Regions from separate parts of the Mus musculus genome. Here all the other regions are linked to region 1. A link is a contact called in public promoter capture Hi-C data. All regions are on one chromosome and are shown on one strand. Each heading gives the region's core, a stretch centred on a gene start, on an enhancer-like site or on the middle of the called end of the contact. The rest is flanking DNA. Distances are from core to core; before and after follow the strand shown.

Region 1 (2,700 bases), core at 170-2,669:
TTAAGGTGCTCCTAGCAAACCTGGAGTTCTTACTTTTGATTATAGCTAGCAGTGATCAAAAGGCTCGTCTGCTCTCATGGGCAGCAAAGGCAAGATAACTTTGGTAGCTAGAACCTTCCCAGCCCCAATTAAGCTTGTATAATATTTGAACAAAGTCACTGGAGTGAGCTAGCGGGATGCCAGCCTTTTCCAAGAAGGATGAACCCTCTTGCCCCTTCAGAAAATGAAGGCTTAGCATCTTGGTAAGCTTCTCTATTTACTTCGGCACCTACAGCCAACATCAATCAATGTGTTTATTCATTCCATCAGTTCTGCTCCTCTAGGGAACCCTGACTAATGCAGCTGCCATCTTAACTGGTGGCAGCAAATGACCCATGATACTCTCCCTCAGGCTTACTACTCTACCGTTTCTCTAAATTCCTAGGTCAGAAAACATGTTATAAAGACCAAACTCCTAGGAAATTTGAGACATAATGGAAAAAAATCTCTGGGCATCTTAGCTTCCCTTTTATTTCCCCATGCTGACAGACTCTTGGTTTCTTTCTTTTCCTGATGATCTTTCAGGAATGGGGTCACTTTTTTTTTAAAGGAAAAAAAAAAAGTTGTCCAGAAAATGCTATACTCTGCAGTACACATGACCCTGACAATATTTCACTCCCCTGAATTACTTCTTTCTCATGACTCGGTCTCTCTTTGAAGGTTCTCTCTTCCTCTGTGGTTCTTATGTATCACTGATGCTATAGCTATAAAGCAAGGACTAAGGTAGGCGTAGGCACTCTCCAGCTTTTCAGTCAACAGATACCCAGTAAAGTTCTGAGACCTCAGCACACAATCTATAGGAATCTACGGTGGAACAGATAGCTAAGAGGGGACCAGGAAGCCGTGGAAAGACTGGGGCTTCAAATCGGATCAAGTCTGAGCAACGAAAATGCAGTCGATTATAATCTAATCCACAGCCCTTGCCTCATAATTTGATGAGTCTGAAGTATTTAGCGCTTTCACTGGGGAGCAACCACTGTACATTGTGTCTGGACTAGGACAGCAGCTCTTTCCCCAGAGAAAGGGTGCCTGAGCTCTTGGGAGGACTAACGTGGAGCAAGGAACTTCTTTGTAACAACTGATCTAAAGGGACGTGGTCCAATCCCAGACCTCACTGCGCGAGCCAAGGCCTAAGAACATCCGCTTTCTTCAGCCCACCCCTAGGTTGCATCCTCTGGGAGCCAGGAAGTGGGGGCTGAGGAGAAAGGGAAAAGTATGGGAAAGAAAGGGGGCGGAGCCGCCTCTGCCACACCCATTAGCCACGTCCTGTGGCCACTAGAGTCAGTAGTGCTGTGCGCAGGCGCAGACCTGGCCTCCGCCTCCCTTTCCCCGCCCCCTAACATCCTCCCCTCCTCCCCGCCGCTCCTCCCCTCTCTCGACTAGTGTGTTTGGCGTTACCAGGGAGTCTGGAGAGGCCCGCGAGTGCAGTTTGTTGCCAGGGTAACCCGAGCGGCAAAAGGCAACCGAGGTGGCAGCTGCAGGGCAGCGATGGGGACCAACCCGGTGCACGGCCTGCCCTTTCTCCCGGGCTCGTCCTTTACAGACTCCACGGTGAGGGCCAGCCCGAAGGGTTCTCCACTTGGCTCGCCTCTGCGCTCCTTCATTCCGCAGGCTCCGTCGTCCTCGCGCATCCCAGCCTCTGCCGATTTTGCTTGGCCTCTTGGTAGTCCACTCACCCTCCTGGGTCCTCACCGTGGCCCTGTTCTTTCTTTACTGCCCCATCTACCTGCCTTCTGGCCCGATTACCCCAGGCTGTCTCCAGGCCTCTCCCCAGCTGCACTGTAACCCTACTCAGCGCCTTCATCCTCTCCTACCGTCTCTCCACAGCAGCCTCATTCTGGATTTGTCTCACCGCTTCTGAATCCTCAGGGTCACTGCCCTTCAACCCCTTTCCTCTATGTGTATGCATCTTTTCCACGTACTCCTTTCCTGACGGGTCCCCACCCCAGTCTCTGGCCTTTTGAGTTAAGGGTCACTTTTCTCTCCAGCTACAGCCTTCCCTAGAATTGAATCCCCCACCTCCCGCCGCCCCCACATGCTGGTTTTCTTGTAGTTTTTCTCTGTAAAGCATTCTTCCTCCTCTCCTTGTATTTCTTCCGTCTCAACCATAGGAATGAACCACTTAATGTTTCTCTTTCTGTAGCCCGTGTGTGTGTACTTACACACATGATTCATTTTCAGACTGTGTGTGTGTGTGGGGGGGGAGGTTGTTGTTTTATCTTGTCTGCAGCCTAGGCTGGCCTTGAACCTGAGAACCACCTGCCTCGGCCTGCAGACTGCTTGGATTAAAGACATGCCAACACACAGGGCTCCCGTTCAGATTGCATTTTACTCCTTTGCCCCAACTGTTTATAGTCATCATCTAGATGAAATTAAATATTAAATTAAATAAAGTCCAGGGTGGCGATGCACATTCGTAATCTCAGCTTTCAGGAAGCTGAGGCATACGGGTGGCCAATTTGAGTCTAGCCTGGGCTACATAGCTAGTCACTGTCTCCAAACGACAGCAGATCCAAACCAGACAGAACAGGAGCTTCGTGAAAAGGAAGTGGCTCAGAGGATAAAGCACTTGCTGCTCTCATAAGAGGAGTGGAGTTCAGATCCTTAATACCCAAGCAAGACGCTTAGCTAGACTGACCCTTACCTGATGCAGCCTACCCA
Region 2 (2,700 bases), core at 134-2,633, 1.3 Mb after region 1:
AGTGTCCAGATACCTCCCCAGGGATGACATTATAAGACGCCTTTGATTCAGTTTTGGATGGAATCTGAGGTTCCACATCTCCAACAAGCTCTCAAGTCACACTGCTCCTAGTGGTTGGGTTAGAAGACCAGCCTTTGAGGAAGGAAGGGCTCTGGCTCTGTGTCTGCATCTATACTGTTCCTCTGTGGGCTGTTAGGATGAGAGTGGGAAACACAGGTCCCGTTCTTATACCGTTTTGTATAATCAAGAATGCTTCATGTATTCCTTTGAGACATGCAAGGTAGTCAGTATTATTGTCTGTGTTTTCTGTTCAATATCAGAAAATAGTGAGATTTCACAACCAGTTGTTTATACCCGTCACAAAAAGATTAATTTAGGAGTTGAGAGATACTAGCGTCTTATAGAGGACCTTTAAGTGCCACATCAGATGGCTCATGATCACTTGTCATTCCAACTCCGGTGTATCTCATGCCCTCTTCTGGCCTCTTGGGCACTCACGTGCATGTCACCAAACACAGACATGCATGTATATAGGTAATGTTAAAATGAATAATACATTTTTAAAAAAGAAAAACCCAACTTGAACGTTTTGTTGTTATTGTAAAAAGTATAAATTGTTGCAGTGGCTGTTAAAACGCATCTAGCAAGTTGTTTCAAGGACTCACAGAAAGGTTTTCAGAGACATTTTGAAGGTCTTGTTGTTGTTATTTCTTGGCTTCTTTTTGCTTTTTTGTTTTTGTTCATTTGTTGATGGGAAGCTCCCAGATTCATAGTTAATGGAACTTTACTGATTCAGTGGCTATGGTCTGGCTTCTCTCCAGACTGACTTAGTTACTCGTGGTAATGAGACTGGGAAGATACCAGACGCGAATCGGCTTCCACCTGAACCTGAATGGAAATGACCTCATTTACCTGAACCACAGGCATGCCGGGAACGTGAGAATGTACCTGTGTTTGCAACTCTTTGTAATAGTTAATATCCTTAGAAGAGGTCTTGCCACACCCAAACTCCAATGACAGCCTCAGGGATCTAGGGTAGAAGGGCAAAGGAATGTGGTGACAGAGACTGCCACCTTCCAAAGGCCACCTGGAGCTTCAGAAACTAGGAAGGTTATGAAAAGATTCTTCCTATATTCTAAGGCTACTCAATCCCTCTGAGTTACCATGGCTTTGTGTTTCTGACCTCTCGGGGCTTACACACAACTCTTGTTATTTTATGTCACCCACTTTGTGGTAATTTGTTGTGGTAGACCTAGGAGCCTTCACAATTTCCCAACGTTTAACATAGTCTAGCTTTGTATGTTTCCCCCCCCCCCCCCCCCCGGCTCTTCAAGCTTCCAGATGTTTAACCCAGCCTGGCTTTGAATGTTTTCCCGTGTGCCTCAGAGCTCCCGATGCCTAGCTTCTGTTGTCTGGTCTGGGCACTTAGGGGTTGCTTGTAACGTGATCCTGAGCATCAACCAACTCCGTATTGAGTAAGTGATTCTCCGGCCAGACTCATTAAGGAAAATCACACGAACTTACTGCAATTTGAAAGCTTTAAGAGTAAAACTCCGTATTACAAAAGAAGGCATCGTACGTAATTCTTTAATGAGAAAGAATGATAAGGATGTGGACATTTTTGAAATTTTAAGACAGTTAAAGTTCCAAAGCAGATGTGTTTATGTAATGGTAAAGACAGTTTCCGAGGTTTGGCCTCAAACTTTCAAGTTTGGTCCATTCTGCTGTAATTGCTCTTGAGATTTTTATGGCAATGGTACTGTGAAGGGTATCCAAGCTGCATGAAGCGCTGCTGCCATCTTGTGGCTGAAATGCCCCACTACATTTGTTTTCTACTTGGGCAAGACAGAGTTCAGAGTGGAAGTCAGGTTTTAATATTGAACTTGTGTCCTTCAGCTGGTGTGGCAGAGTATGACAGCACATGCTCTCTTTTCTTTTTTATTCGACAAGGGAGGAGAACAATATAATACAGCTGCCAATAATCGGTGGCAATTCACAAATACCACTCTCTCCGAAGATGAGAGCACACTGGGAATTTCAATTTGAGTTGTAGTCCCTGCTCAATCTGTGTGTGCGTGGTCTTCAACACGCGGGGTTCTGGAGAGGAAAGATGAGGAGGTCACAGTTTTAAGAGGCCAGCTACTACCCACTCTGTATTTGAGGTTTCTTCTATGTTTTTCTGCCGTGAGGCCATCTACCCACACTCTGGAGAGTCTTTTGTTTGTTTAATTTTCTGTCATCTAGCATTTTGATTGCCTAGTTTTCTAGGAAAAGGAATTTTAAAAACCTCTGAGTCATGTTTGATATACAGTTGCCATATATTAAAATTATTGTTCTTCGGCACCAGCTTCCTTTTTCCCTTAGTAGATATTCCTGAGTGATACACACCAGCATCTCCACTCCCTAAACCATAATCAAATTGCCAAACACACTAATGCTCAGAATCATGACCTGAGGTCTTAAGAGTGGATGTTCTAGGACCTACCTCTACCATCACCACTACAAATGTGTGAGGAGAACACCTCATAACTCTTTAAGATATTATTTGAAAGCCTCACTCCAAGAATGTCTCAAGAACATAAATGAAGCCCTAAAACATTGTTCTCAGGTATGAAATTGGTAATTTTAATCAAATGTAAGAGTTATAAATGGCTAGGGAAATGAATTTGGCTTTATTTCAATGCAGTTTTGAGCAGCTAG
Region 3 (2,829 bases), core at 104-2,603, 1.4 Mb after region 1:
GCCATTGGATCTGCTACTCCTACCTGGACTGTCTGGTTGGGCCTCAGCTGGGGAGAATGTGCCTATATGTACTGGTATACTTGAAGTCCCAGGGTCACGTGTTACCCAAGAGGGACTTCCCCTTTTCTATGGAAAAGGGGAGGTGGTAATGTGGGAGGACTTTATAAGGACAGGACTGGGAGGGGAAGAGGGAGCTGGACTGCAATTAGGATGTAAATAAAATAAAATAAAATACTATTAGGGAAGAAAAGAACCTTCCATACATGAAAACAAGAGGACAGCAAGAGAAAACAAATACTCTTAAGTGCTAGTCATCTTTCCAGAGCCCCCCTTACAATTTTGTTTAATACAAATAAATTTTAAAAGATTAATAATCCTTAACGTTTGTTAACTAAGTTTTGAAATTTTTATATATCACTAACAAAGACAATGTTATCTCGGAAATGTTTCCCATTTGCCTAAAATCTCTTAAATGTTATAGACACATGTGATTTATTAACATTCTAAGTTAAAATAAAGTTTTCATGAATTTACATTTATGTAAAAATAAATATGTACTGATTTCAAAAATCTTTAAGTCTAGAAATTAACAGAAGCTTACATTTTGATATTTGGGTCTGGAGTGATTAAAAACACTGACTCCTCTTTCAGAGGATCCAGGTTCTATTCGCAGGCATCTTTAACTCCAGTCCATGGTATCTAATGCCCTCTTCTGGCCTCCATGGGCACTGCATACATGTACTGTATGCATAAACTATTGGTACAGGCAAAACACGCAAACACATTAAAACTTCTCATATTTTACAAGCGTTTTCTGTGAAATATGACTTTAAATAAACAAACTGCATTTCTACATTAGGTCTTTTGGAATAAAAAAAAAAGATTTTCATCATTGTCTTTGCAAACACTAGCTCATGTGAGTCGATCTGAAACTCAATAACTCAAGGACAGAATATCTGAGCCCATGTTGATCTACTATCATATCTCATAGTTGGAAAAATGTAAATATCCACCTCCTTCTTAAATGGCAACATTGTGTTAGTTTGGAGAGAGTGAAAGACCCTCTTTCCCCAGTCTACCTCCCAAGAAAACTGATAATTGCCCTTACGCCTGAAAGACATCAGATCGAATGTAACATTTTACAGCGACTATGGCACTGACTGCAGATATCCCTGGATTTGCTAGAAAAATAATCCTTTCAGCTCTTATCAACACCTGAATCACTTTAGGTGACACCAATGAACAGCCCAACTTGAGGTCCATCTGATGGGCAAGCACTAATCCCTGACACTGTTAATGATACTTTGTTGTGCTTGCAGACAGGAACCTAGCATGACTGCCCGCTGAGAGGCTCCACCCAACAGCTGACGGAAACAGATGCAGAGACTCACAGTCAAGCATTAGATGGAGCTTGGGGAGTCCTGTGGAAGAGTAGTGGGAAGGATAGACCACACAGGAAGTCCCACAGAGTTTAATGTGGACCCCTGGGGGCTCTCAGAGCCTGGACCACCAACCAAAGAGTGAGCATGGGCTGGACCTAGTCACACCCCCATATGTAGCAGATGTGAAGCTTGGCCTTCATGCTGGTCGCCAACAACTGGAACAAGCATTGTCAGTAAATTTGTTGCCTGCCTGTGGATCCCATTCTCCTACCTGGGCTGCCTTGTCTGTCCTCAGTGAGAATGGATGGACTTAGTCCTGCAGTGACTGATGTTTCAGGGGTGGGGGGGTAGGAAAGTGTGATACCCAGGTGGGGTCCCACTTCTTAGAGAAGGGGAGGGGACATGAGGGGAAGAGCTGCCGGAGTGGGGACTGGAAGGAGGGAGTGATATTGGGATGTAAAGTGAATAAATAAATAATTAAAAAAATAATTGTTTTCTTTGAAGCACTGTACTTTACAAAGTGAGTTCACTCCTAGAGAGGAAGCAGAGATAAATAACAGCATACTATAGAGAATAGAAAGTACAAAGACATTAAAAATGATACAAAGTCTGAACGCAAAGGCATTTTTAATATAACTCTGACTTAAAATGTTCTACCTGGTAAAGTGAGCTGACATTTGAGGATTTAAAATGCAACATTTTCAGTATGGACAGTCAGTGGGGATTGGTTGGATCTAAAACTGAGGCTTGTTGTCCTGTGGTCTCTGAAAAGTCTCTACTTTATTCAGAATTTCTACTTATAAAGAGGAGGGCGTCCTGAGAGAAACACTTTTGCTATCTTCTTTTTCCCCTTCACACATGTAAAAACAGGGACTACAATGATTCAGTTTTTGGCTCTATTGCATACTTTCCAACATTTTAAATTTGCCAATTTACCCAAACTATAGGTGTTAAGAGAAAAATGAGCTGATTTTTATATTATTATCTCTGTTGTATTTAAAATTAAGAGATAGTGTCTTCCCTTGATGTTCAACCTCACTTTCAGTCCTAAGCAAGCTAATGATGTGTCAGGTCCTCGCTTAACTTCTGCATCAGCACTGTCTTTTATACTATACATGAAAATAAATCTGTAAAGAGCCTCCGCTCTGGATCAGTTTGTCAACCTGAGAGCACATGCATTACAGAAAACAAATCCCAGTTTGCAAGTATAGAAATGTTTTCGATTGTTCCTGAGCCTCAACATAATTCCTCTTAAATATTACACAGTACCCAATACTAATGGGGGCAGCACAAGATAACCTTTATCCAACATGAGACTCACAAACAGCGACAAGCAAGTTAACACTCATGGGGTGAATATATCACACTGGCTTTACAAAACTTAGAGAAGGAAGCCTGTTTGGTCTAGATCATTGAAAAGACACACTGGCATAGGTGAGAAAAACTA

The links. Promoter capture Hi-C pulls out the DNA fragments that hold promoters and counts their contacts.
Region 2: a contact with region 1 is called in a promoter capture Hi-C map of hippocampal neurons, with 6 times the contacts expected there. The contact joins the enhancer-like site here to the promoter of Efhc1 in region 1. A contact is called at or near these places in 12 of 39 promoter capture datasets (the 3T3-L1 cell line, the C10 cell line, HPC-7-derived erythroid cells and 8 more), 5 of 484 Hi-C or Micro-C datasets (CD4 T cells, cortical neurons, neural progenitor cells and 2 more) and 1 of 115 datasets of contacts at active chromatin or transcription factors (astrocytes).
Region 3: a promoter capture Hi-C map of embryonic stem cells shows a contact between it and region 1, with 5 times the contacts expected there. The contact joins the enhancer-like site here to the promoter of Efhc1 in region 1. A contact is called at or near these places in 5 of 39 promoter capture datasets (the C10 cell line, cranial neural crest, embryonic stem cells and 2 more), 1 of 484 Hi-C or Micro-C datasets (differentiating embryonic stem cells) and 1 of 115 datasets of contacts at active chromatin or transcription factors (embryonic stem cells).

Annotation. Positions count from the first base shown.
Region 1 is chr1:20,950,207-20,952,906 of GRCm38.p6, forward strand. It overlaps Efhc1 (EF-hand domain (C-terminal) containing 1), which reads left to right and starts at 1,420. Exons shown (of 11, transcript NM_027974.1): 1 at 1,420-1,590. The coding sequence starts at 1,528. The region is part of intron 1 of Gm51618 (a long non-coding RNA gene); the gene reads right to left.
Region 2 is chr1:22,267,373-22,270,072 of GRCm38.p6, forward strand. No RefSeq gene overlaps it. Among named protein-coding and RNA genes, the nearest start is that of Kcnq5, 310 kb to the left of the region's middle. Within about 2 kb of position 1,384, at least 7 of the 459 cell types and tissues checked have an H3K27ac peak or open chromatin away from gene starts, as enhancers often do.
Region 3 is chr1:22,385,843-22,388,671 of GRCm38.p6, forward strand. The region is part of intron 27 of Rims1 (regulating synaptic membrane exocytosis 1); the gene reads right to left. Among named protein-coding and RNA genes, the nearest start is that of Rims1, 420 kb to the right of the region's middle. Within about 2 kb of position 1,354, at least 2 of the 459 cell types and tissues checked have an H3K27ac peak or open chromatin away from gene starts, as enhancers often do. A contact at or near this core is called in embryonic stem cells, where this site is marked.